2 separate regions of the Canis lupus genome follow, and region 2 is linked to region 1. The links are chromatin contacts, called in public Hi-C maps. All regions are on one chromosome and are shown on one strand. The core of a region is the stretch at or near the end of the contact, and the rest is flanking DNA. Distances in the headings are between cores, read along the strand shown.

Evidence for each region. Hi-C and Micro-C count contacts between places; a contact is called where the count stands out from the background.
Region 2: a Hi-C map of blood shows a contact between it and region 1, with 3 times the contacts expected there. The contact joins the promoter of ILF2 here to the promoter of CREB3L4 in region 1. A contact is called at or near these places in 2 of 9 Hi-C or Micro-C datasets (amygdala and blood).

The regions. Positions count from the first base shown.
Region 1 is chr7:43,150,665-43,156,152 of UU_Cfam_GSD_1.0, reverse strand. CREB3L4 (cyclic AMP-responsive element-binding protein 3-like protein 4) reads left to right here and starts at 3,436. Exons shown (of 10, transcript XM_038543278.1): 1 at 3,436-3,878; 2 at 3,950-4,106; 3 at 4,203-4,440; 4 at 4,575-4,696. The coding sequence starts at 3,963.
Region 2 is chr7:43,388,797-43,394,326 of UU_Cfam_GSD_1.0, reverse strand. It overlaps ILF2 (interleukin enhancer-binding factor 2), which reads right to left and starts at 2,446. Exons shown (of 14, transcript XM_038543297.1): 1 at 2,333-2,446; 2 at 2,035-2,094; 3 at 1,900-1,942; 4 at 1,455-1,559; 5 at 1,099-1,176; 6 at 48-150. The coding sequence starts at 2,337. TRNAM-CAU (a tRNA gene) reads left to right here and starts at 2,667; the gene lies at 2,667-2,738. It overlaps LOC119872577 (a long non-coding RNA gene), which reads right to left. Exons shown (of 3, transcript XR_005362402.1): 3 at 4,485-4,992.

The DNA.
Region 1 (5,488 bases), core at 2,187-4,686:
GCAGAGTGATGGCTCTAAGGCTCTGGGAACAGAGGCCAGCAACTTCCTTAAGTGAGAATGGGAGCACTTCTTGAGGGAGAGTCCAGGAGAAAGTAATCAGATAGGACTCTTAAGATTAGGTTGTAAGTGAAATGGGAAAGAACTGTACCATCATTTAATAATTATTATTGCCGAAAAAAGAATTCATCGCTGTTCCAAGCTTTTTTTTTTTTTTTTTTTTTTACAATTCTATTTGTTTATTCGTGAGAGACACAGAGAGAGGCAGAGACAGGCAGAAAGAGAAGCAGGCTCCATGCAGGGAGCCCAATGTGGGACTCAATCATGGAACTCCAAAATCACGTGAGCCAAAGGCAGCCGCTCAACCACTGAGCCACCCAGGTGTCCCTCAAGCTCTTAAACATAAAAATTAGTGTTAAGAGGAACCTCTGGGGGGATCCCTGGGTGGTGCAGCGGTTTGGCGCCTGCTTTTGGCCCAGGGCGCGATCCTGGAGACCCAGGATCGAATCCCACGTCGGGCTCCCGGTGCATGGAGCCTGTGTCTCTGCCTCTCTCTCTCTCTGTGTGTGTGACTATCAAAAATTAAAAATAAATAAAAAAAAAAAGAGGAACCTCTGGGGATGCCTCACTTGGTTGAGCATCTGCTCCCAGAGATCCAGCCCCAGCCCCACATCATTGGGCTTCCTGCTCAGCAAGGAGTCTGCTTCTCCCTATCCCTCTGCCCCTCCCCACTGCTTGTGCTTTCTCTCTCTCAAATAAATAAATAAATAAATTTTTAAGGAGAAAACTCCAAATTATTTGAGAATATTATGCACGCTATGGTTTATGGCAAATTATGCTTTTAAGATTATTATTTTTAAAAGATTTATTTATTTATTTATTTATTTTAGAGAGATAGACAGCATGACTGGGAGGGGCAGAAGGAAAGGGAGAGAGAATCTCAAGCAGACTCCATGCTGAGCACAGAGCCTGATATAGGGATTGATCCCAAGACCTGAAGATCATGACCCAAGTGGAAACCAAGAGTCACCCAGGTGCTCCTTAAGATTATTGAAAACTAGTAGCATTAACAAGGAATCATGGACTGGGAGACAGGACAGGACACCTGGGTACTTGTCTCAGCTGTACCTTAATTTGGTTGTTTTTGTTTTTAAAGGTTTTATTTATTTGAGAGAGAAAAAAAAAAAAAAACAGAGGGAGGGTCAGAGGGAGAGGGAGAATCCTGAAGTAGTCTCCCATTAATTACAGACCCCAACTCGGGGTGGATCCTAGAACCTGGAGAACATGCCTGAGCTGAAATTCATTTTTTTTAAAGATTTTATTTATTTATTTATGAGAGACACAGAGAGGCAGAGACACAGGCAGAGGGAGAAGCAGGCATCATGCAGGGAGCCCGACACGGGACTCGATTCCCAGTCCCCAGGATCATGCCCTGGGCTGAAGGCGGCACTAAGTCACTGAGCCACCCAGGGATCCCCTAAGCTGAAATTCAAAAGTCATTTAACTGACTGAGCCACCCAGGTACCTCAATTTGGTTTTTTTAATATTAATTTTTATGTGTTATTTTTTTTAAAAGATTTTATTTATTTATTCATGAGAATACACAGAGAGAGAGAGAGAGAGAGGCAGAGACAACAGGCAGAGGGAGAAGCAGGCTCCATGCAGGGAGCCTGACGTGGGTATTGATCCTGGGTCTCCAGTATCACGCCCTGGACTGAAGGTGGCGCTAAACCGCTGAGCCACCCGGGCTGCCCCTATGTGTTCCTTTAAAAAAAAAAAAAATTATGGGATCCCTGGGTGGCGCAGCGGTTTGGCGCCTGCCTTTGGCCCAGGGCGCGATCCTGGAGGCCCGGGATCGAATCCCACGTCGGGCTCCCGGTGCATGGAGCCTGCTTCTCCCTCTGCCTGTGTCTCTGCGCCTCTCTCTGTGACTATCATAAAAAAAAAAAAAAAAAAAATTTAAAAAAGAAAAAAAATTATAGAAGATTTTATTTATTCATGAGAGACAGAGATAGCCGTATGTGGGACTTGATCCCTGAACTCCAAGATCACGCCCTGAGCCAAAAGCAAAGCTCAATTGCTGAGCCACCAGGCATCCCTTAATTTTTATTTTTAAATAAGGTCAATGCCCAACGTGGAGCTTGAATTCACAACCCTGAGATCAAAAGCCGCATGTTCCACTAACTGAACCAGCCATGCACCCATCTACTTTAATTTGATGTGTGATCTTAAGCAAGTCATTCTCCTTCTCAGGAATTTGATAAAGCAGACGAAAGAGAAGTCGTACTAGAAGATGATGATGCCAGGACACCTGGGTGGCTCAGCGGTTGAGCACCTGCCTTTGGCCCAGGGCATGATCCTGGAGTCCCAGGATTGAGTCCCACGTCGGGCTCCTCCATGGAGCCTGCCTCTTTCTGCCTATGTCTCTGCGCTCTCTCTCTCTCTCCTTGTCTCTCATAAATAAATAAAAATTTAAAAAAGTGATGCCATTCAGTTCTAATTAATGTAAGCAGATTCTATTTTCCACATAATCATCTCTGCCAACGCAACCTGTAGGAAGCCCCTTGAGGCCTGTGTTGCTCTAGGAAAGATCTCCGCAAGGACAGCTCCAGCTTTCCTTAGAACTCTGCATCAATCCAGGAAGCCTACCTTGTCTCCTCAGTCCTTGGGCAGGAATGCAGGAAGATGAGCAGGAAATCTGAGAAAACCCCAGCAAGATAGCAGAGTGCAAACAATGTGAGCTCAGGCCTCCAAACCCTAGCTCTACTTACGGAATAACCTTGAAAAAGTCATTTCTGTCTTCCAGCTATGACTTCCTATGGAAACTGTGTGAGTAATGTGAGCATACTAATGGTCACTCAATAAATACTAAGTCCTGTTCCTGTCTTTATTCTCAGCACGTGCGCATTTTACGAGAATACCAATTTGAATTCTGGATCCACACCCCAGACTTTCCTGCCTTTTTCCCTGAGAGCAGCTGCACGACTGCATCTCAAGTGAGTTCCTGGCCCGTCGGTGTCCCGGCTCTGTGTCCTCACCGGTCAGGCTGGGGAAACGCTCCTTGCCCCAGGGTCGCGTGGTGTTAAATAGGGGACGCCACTGTCGAGCTCGACAGATGTAGGACATGACATGCAAACAGTAGGACGAATTCCTGCACCAACCTCGGCGGCCGTTATCCTCTGGGCTCCCAGCCCCTGGCTCCTGCCAGTTAGCAGAGTCCTGGGAGCTCCAGTCGGGCCGACAGGTCAGTCAGCCTGGCGGAGGTTGTATCCGCTCCCAGCACCTGCCCTCGGGCTCGCGGATCCTCCCCGGCGGCTGCCCGACCAGTCAGCGCGCAGCCTGCCCCGACACGGCACTCCTATTGGCTCCACGCGCTGCCCCTTAAACCTCTTGCGTCCAATCAAGCTCGAGTGGAAAGAGCTCCTGGGGTGGGGGAGGAGATGCTTGCGCGAGTCTCCAGCGATCCGGTCGCGCGGTTTTCCGGTTTTGTTTTCCAGCCTGTGAGCTGCTTTTGACACCAGTGACGGCCGGCGCTTCGTACGCTGCGGCCACAGTCATCGCCGTCCTTTCCCGAAGAGCCCAACCCCTCAGGAAGATTTGCTGTCGCTAGGAGAAACGGACGCAAAGGGCGGGGCGGCCCGTGCTTTCCTGAAGTCCGGTTGGCGGACGTCCAGGCTCCCAACCCCCCACTTCGCGGTCCAGGGGTCAGGCCGGGGGCGGGGCTTGGCTGGGCAGGTCCAGGATGCGAGATCCTGGAGGGAAGAAAGGCTGCCGGCGGGCTGCAGAGGGGTGGGGAGGGCAGGGCAAGGCAGGGCCGGGGCGGCAGTCGGCCCCCAAGTCTGAAGCGGAGAGAAGGCCCGAGACGAGACCCCCGGTGGCAGGTGAGGAAAGGGTGAAGGGAAGGAGGGGGAATCAGCCGCTCGGTAGGCAGGCCGCCCTCACCTTCCTGCAGCTCTGCCCGCAGAATGGACTTCCGAGCCCCAGGCCTGCTGGACCAGTGGCTGGAGCCCCCAGAAGAGGTCTTCTCGGCAGGGGCCTTCCTGGAGCTGGGGCCCCCCTGCCCCCATGCAGAGGCTCCCGGGACCCCTGAGCAGGGGCTGCCAGGCAATGTGAGTGTGACAGCGCAGGTGGGGCTGGGCTGTCCAGGGCCGCGGCGAATCTGGGTCTGGGGTCAGGTGGCACTCCACAACTCTCTCCTTCTGTAGGGCCTTCAAGAGAGTGAGCCCGAAGATTTTCTGAAGCTTTTCATCGACCCCAATGAAGTGTACTGCTCACAAGCATCTCCTGGCAGTGACAGTGGAATCTCGGAGGACCCTGGCCATCCTGATGGTCCTCGTGCCCCCAAGGCACCCAGTTCCCCTGCTGTCTGTGAGGTTGTCTTTGAGGCAGGGGTTTTGCAGAGGATGGAAGGGCCACCTGGGCGGCTCATCTCTGTCCACCTAGGTCAGTGTTCTTTGTGGGAAGGAGACACTGGCCTTTCAGGTCCAGCCCTAGTCCTTGGGCTAAGGGGTTTCCCCAACCTGTGCCTCTCCGAGGCCCTTCATCTCCTTTCTCCTGGTCACCTGTGTCTCCCTCAGATCAGTGGAACCCACCACTTCCAGTGCCTGAGGCTTGCATGGTCTGCGAGCTGCCCCTTGATGCTCACACTCACACCCTGCCCAGAGCAGGCAGTGTGAACCCAGTGCCTCCTGCCACCCTGGTGAGTCTTCAGTCAGCTGGATCCAGTACTCCCAGGTACAAAGATATGTACCCACACAGGTGGGAAAGGGCTTGAGAGAGGGAGAAACTGATGCTAAACTCTTTGCTCCAATTTTTCATGTCAACGGGCCTGAACATCAAAGTGGCATGAGCAACTTTAAGAGCAGGAAAGGACAAGGGAGACAGAAGCCCTTGGGGGTGTGGTGGTGACGACTCAGTTAAGGAGAAAGTTAGGTCACGGAATCTGGGGATAGGGCCTGGAAGAAAGCCCAGACCTTGTGTGCAGTTTGCTCAGCCACAGCCAGCCATTGTTTCAGCTTTGGGTTAGGACATGAACAGGCTGCCTGGGAATCCAGCCGGCTACGAGAAACAAGGTATAGGAGAAGCAAGTGCCATCATTTCCACTGGAACTGTGCACCACATTGGTTCCTGCAGTGGGAGTGAGCAGGGGTCTTGCTCAGGTCACTGTCAACCAAGAGTCACTGGGAAGAACTGCTTGTGTGTGAAACAGGGAACAGATTCTCAGCTCTCGGCCAGGCTGTGCTTGAAGCTGAGACCAGAGTGGAAGCCAAGCAACTCAGAATCAAGGGACCCTAAAAAGTCTGATATTTCTAGGCTTTCCATCAAAACACTGGGGAATTTGTGGCTTCAGGAGAGCAAGAAGGGATCATCAAGAAAAGGCAAGAAGTCAAGAAATGGTTTGGTTAAAAGCCAAAGACCATCAGGAGTCAAAAGCAAAAACAAATTCCTCTTAAGCGAAAGTGAAGCATAAGTATTTCAAAAAGGAGTATCA
Region 2 (5,530 bases), core at 1,197-3,696, 240 kb before region 1:
CTCAAACTCAACTTTCTGCTCCTGTGGCCAGAAAGAGATGCACTCACATGTTGGCAGAATCTTTAGGATTACCACCAGGTCAGCCACATTGTGTCCTGTAGTCATTGTTCCTTTTTTATAGGATCCCACCTGTCGCACTTCTTCAATTTGCTGTTGGAAAAGGGATTGGGAGATGCAGAAGTGAAAAAGACTATCTAGAGGGGCCTGGGTGGCTCAGTCAGTTAAATGTCTGAGTCTGACTTTGGCTCCAGTAGTGGTCTTGGGGTCCTGGGATCAGTCAGGCTCCCGGCTCAGCAGGGATTCTGCTTGTCCCTCTTCCTTTGCCCCCCCCCCCGCCCAATCCACACGTGCTTACTCTCAAATAAGTAATAAAACCTTAAAATTAATAAAGGACTGCCTAGTTCTTCTCAGAACTCAATTACAACACAATTATTACCCAGGTTTATTTTATTTTTTTTAAATGTTTATTTATTTATGATAGTCACAGAGAGAGAAAGAGACACAGGCAGAGGGAGAAGCAGGCTCCATGCACCGGAAGCCCGATGTGGGATTCGATCCCGGGTCTCCAGGATCGCGCCCTGGGCCAAAGGCAGGCGCCAAACCCCTGCGCCACCCAGGGATCCCATTACCCAGGTTTAGAAGTAGCAGAAGTCAAATCATAAAATAACCACATGGAGATGCCTGGGTGGCTCAGTGGTTTAGCCTCTGCCTGTGGCTCAGGGCAAGATCCCAGGGTCCTAGGATCCAGTCTCACATCAGGCTCCCTGCAGGGACCCTGCTTCTCCCTCTGCCTGTGTCTCTGCCTCTCTCTCTCTCTCTCTGATTGATAGATAGATAAATAAAATCTTTAAAATAATCTATCAACCGATCAATCAATCTACCCCATGAAGAGCCTAATACACGGCTAGCTGATAACACTGATACAAGTCTTGTCCCCAAGATCACCACCACAAAGGGATCCCACTGTACTTTCCTTCCCATCTTAGGCTTGGCTTTGGCGAATAAGTAACTGAAGACTTAAGAGACAGGAGGAGCGAAGGAAACACTACCCACACCACTAAGGCTGCCCTTTCCAATGATTAAATCACTAAAACTCACCACTTCGAATGTCCCTGGAGCCACAATCAAATTGTCAATCACATTGTTGATTTTTGTCACCAGAGAAAGGATAGATGCCTGAAAAACAGCAGGAAACAAAGATACCCTAAAGTGAAAAATTATAAGCAACTTCTCAGAGTTGGGGTATTTTTCCATAACTTTTTGACCTAAAGACGCATCCCTGAATAAAAACATAAATGCACATGGAATCTGTTGATATAATCTTGTGACACTCTCCCTGTACCCACAGTGAGAAATGAGATCAGCTGAGCCTCTGCGGAGTATAGGCTCTGGTAACAGCAACCTGGGTGGGAGGTTTTTAGAGAAATCTCAGGGAGAAAGCCCAAGAAGTAGACCTGTTCAGCAGAATTAGGAGCAAGGTCCTGATTCCTCTTCAGCAAGGCCTCACTGAACGAAGTTTCGTCAGGCGCTGGCTTGACCCGGGGGAAAGCCATCTCACACTAAGGCACAAAGAAACGACATGCTATTTACAAAAAATACTTGTTTTTACTCGTTAAGGTACTCAAACCAGAGTACTTGCTGGAAGGACCAGCCATCGTTTAAGTTCTCATTGCGCTACAGAAACAGATACACCAAAGAGGGCATTCATCATCCAGAGCAGAGACCACAGTCCTGTTAGCGCCCACAGGAGCCCCGTGAGCACACGGGCTTTGCAGGCGACCCGAAACCCTGCTGCTTCCTGCCGGCCCGAGCTCCCCGTGAACCCCGCGCACCCGCGGCGAGGCACGGGGTTCCAGGGCACTCGAGGTCAACGAGGGTCAAAAGGAGCTAGTTACTCACCAGATAGAAATCAAATGGAATATGTGGCACAAACGGCCGGAACCTGAAAGAGGAAAAGGGATCCCCGTTACTCCTCAGCCAACTCTCACCGCGAGCGGTGCCTCTGGCTGGCGGGCACTGGGGACCGGCACTCACCCGCCTCCTGGGCCTCCTCGGGACCCGAAGCGCCCGCCGCGCCCTCGTCCTCGGTCACCCCTAGGAAGGCAGACATTCCCGGAGGTCTTCGCTGCGTCCAAGGCACCGCCACCGCGCCGAGCTCCCCGCTCCCAGGGCCCGGGCTCCAACCGCGCGTCCGGGGGACGTACACCCCGGGATTCCCGGAGCCGTCGCCCCAGGTCAAGGCCAGTCCGCCCGCCGCCCGGCCCCCGGCCCCCGGCCTGCCCAATCCTCGGCCCCTGGGCTCCGCCCGCCGCCTTCCCGCCCCGGCCCTTACCTCATGGCGCCCTAAGCCCCGAACAATGGAAGCCACCCTAACCGCCCCTCGCCTCGGAGGAGCAGACACCAGAGACGCGGCTGGCCGGAGCGTCCCAACAAACTCTGGCCCGATTGGCCCCCGCTCTACGCCGCCGCTAACGCCCATTGGCTTATTTTCGCAGACCGGCCTGCAAGCCAATAAGAAGCGCCTGCTGTGTCAGAAATTAGCCAATAAGAACAGATTTCACAGTAACAACCTTTTTTTTTTTTTTTAAGGCAGGCACTAGGTGGCGCGGTGCAAAAATGACTGGACAGAGCTTCGTCTAGGATGCTGAGAGGCTAACGACACCAGTAGCAGAGTGGCGCAGCGGAAGCGTGCTGGGCCCATAACCCAGAGGTCGATGGATCGAAACCATCCTCTGCTATAAGGTGTTACATCTTTTCCTTGGGTGCTGCACGTACTTTTAGTGCTTATAATCACCTTTTCCTCCCTCAAAAATGCAGCCTTTAGAACCGTTTTTGCCAAAATGCAGTGAAGGGGATGGGAAGGGACTTCAGGCAACGCTACACGCCTGGGCGGGGCTCACCGAAGGCGGGAACCTGAGGCAAGAGAAGCTGATCAGACTCCTATCAGACGGAAAGCCCTGATGACAACGGGTTAGACTAGAGGAGAAACCGAGGCAGCCTTTGAAAGACCCTTCAGGGGCACCTGGGTGGCTCAAGGTGTGATGTCGGGGGTCCTTATATGTATTCCCGCATCAAGCTCCTTGCCTGGAGCCTGCTTCTCCCTCTGCCTGTGTCTCTGCCTCTCTCTGTGTGTCTCTCATGAATAAATAAAATCTTAAAAAAAAAAAAAAAAAAGTTCAGAAAAAGCGCTGAGGGGAGGCTGCAGAGGAGGAGGAACCCGAGTCGCCTGGGGAAGGTCTCGCTCCCCCAGGTTCCCCTCCCTCCGCGACCCCCAGGGCACCTGCCCCCCACCCCCGCCAGGTGGCTCCGAGCGCGCATAGGCAGGCGCTCTTTCTCCCGCCCCCGAGTCGCGGGCAGCCGGTCCCTCCCGGGTCCTTTCTCTCCGGCTTCTCCCCTTCTGCACCGGATACGTTTACTTCACTGCCCGCACGTTTTCTACTTTCAGCAGAGATTTGCGGTCTGTGTGCTTCCCCGCTGGTGGACAGTGTAGGGAGGACTCCGCTGCAGCCCCAGGGTCACACGCGGTGGCTGCTGGGTCACCCACTCAGAGACGGCCAAGCAACATGCAGCACCGCAAGCTTTTCCTCTACTTTAACTGAGTGATGGGCTCCGCCGCGCAACCATCACCCAGGTGAGGACAAAGGACTTGTGTCTGCGCTCCTGACCCTCTGCCCGCCCGACGGGCCACCCCAACTCCGATTTCTGTGAGCACAGGTTGGCTGCGTCTGTTCTCAACTTCACAGGAATGTCTGTACTTTCTGTCCAGTTTCTCTTGCTTGACACGGTTCAAGCCCCTCCCACGTGTTTGCATGTATCAGCAATGTGCCGATTTTAGTTAGGAGTAGCATTCCATGACATCAATTCGTCCACTCCCCTGTAGAGTCCCTCTCCCACGTACTGGGCCCCGGGAACACATTTGGGTTGTTTCCACTTGGGAGCCATTATGAATAAAGCCGCTGGGAACATCTGTGTGCAAGAGTCCTGGGGCCAGTTGCGTGCATTTCTCTTGGTAGGTGTGTATGTATACAGAACTTAAATCCTGTATGTATTTTTTTTCTTTCTCTTTTGTTCTTTCTTTCCTGAGTTCAACATGGGGCTCAAACTCAGGAGCCTGAGATCAAAAGTTGGGGCTCCACAGGCATTTAGCCACCCACGTGCCCCATAATTTTCTCTGGATAAGGAACTCTAGCTTGGAAGTTATTTTCTTTCAGCACATTTGCTATATTAGTTTACTATCTTTGGCCTCCATTTTTGCTGTGAAAAAACTTTTTTTTTTTTTTTTGCCAACCTAATGGTTGCTCCTTTTTTTTTGTTTGTTTGTTTTTATTTATGATAGTCACACAGAGAGGGGGGGGGGGCAGAGGGAGAAGCAGGCTCCATGTACCAGGAGCCCGACGTGGGATTCAATCCCAGGTCTCCAGGATGGCGCCCTGGGCCAAAGGCAGGCGCTAAACCGCTGTGCCACCCAGGGATCCCATGGTTGCTCCTTTGAAGGTAATCAGTCATCTTTTTTTCTATTTTAAATATTTTTTAAAGATTTTATTTTTTATTTATTCATGAGAGAGAGAGAGAGAGAGAGAGAGGCAGAGACGGAACAGGAGTCGGATGTGGGACTCAATTCCAGGACCCCAGGGTCATGACCTGAGTCAAAGGCAGAGGCTGAGCCACCCACGCATCCCTATGTTAAAGATTTTGCCTTTGATTTAATTTCCTGCTATTTCACCCTGGTGGGTTCAAATGTGGACGTCCTTTTTAAAAGATATTTTATTTATTTATTTATGAGAGACACAAAGATAGAGAGACAGGCAGAGGGAAAGGCAGGCTCCTTACAGGGAGTTGGATGCGGGACTCAATCTCTGAATCTGGGATCATACCTTGAGCTGAAGGCAGATGCTCAACCTCTGAGCCACCCAGGCACCCCCAAATGTAGACGTTCTTAATCTTGAGATTTGTTGAACTTCTTGAATCTGTGGCTTTATTCCCCACTCCTTCCTGGGTTCCAAATAAAGGTATGTCAGATTTTTTTCACATCATCCTATCTGTCTCTAACACTCTAAACACATTCCTGTTTAATCTGTGCTTCATTTTGGGTAGTTCCTCCATTCTTTCTTCCAGTGCATTACTCGCTCTTCACTTGAGTCTTACTGTTAAACCTATTGATTGATTCTTAATTTTCTTTTTTTTTTTTTAAGATTTTATGTATTTATTCATGAGAGAGAGAAAGGCAGAGACACAGGCAGAGGGAGAAGCAGGCTCCATGCAGGCAGCCCGATGTGGGACTCGATCCCAGGACTCCAGGATCACGCCCTGAGCCAAAGGCAGACGCTCAACCACTGAGCCACCCAGGCGTCCCCAATTGTGTTTTGTTTTGTTTTGTTTTGTTTTTAATTTAGGGCTGTGAATTTTTTTACTTCTGGTTTACCCAATTCCAAGTCTTCCCTCAGGAGGGCAGCTTTCAGGATCCTAAACCCAAATCAGAAGGTGGTTTTCCAGGTTTCTCATTTTGGGGGACATTTGGACTATAATTTTT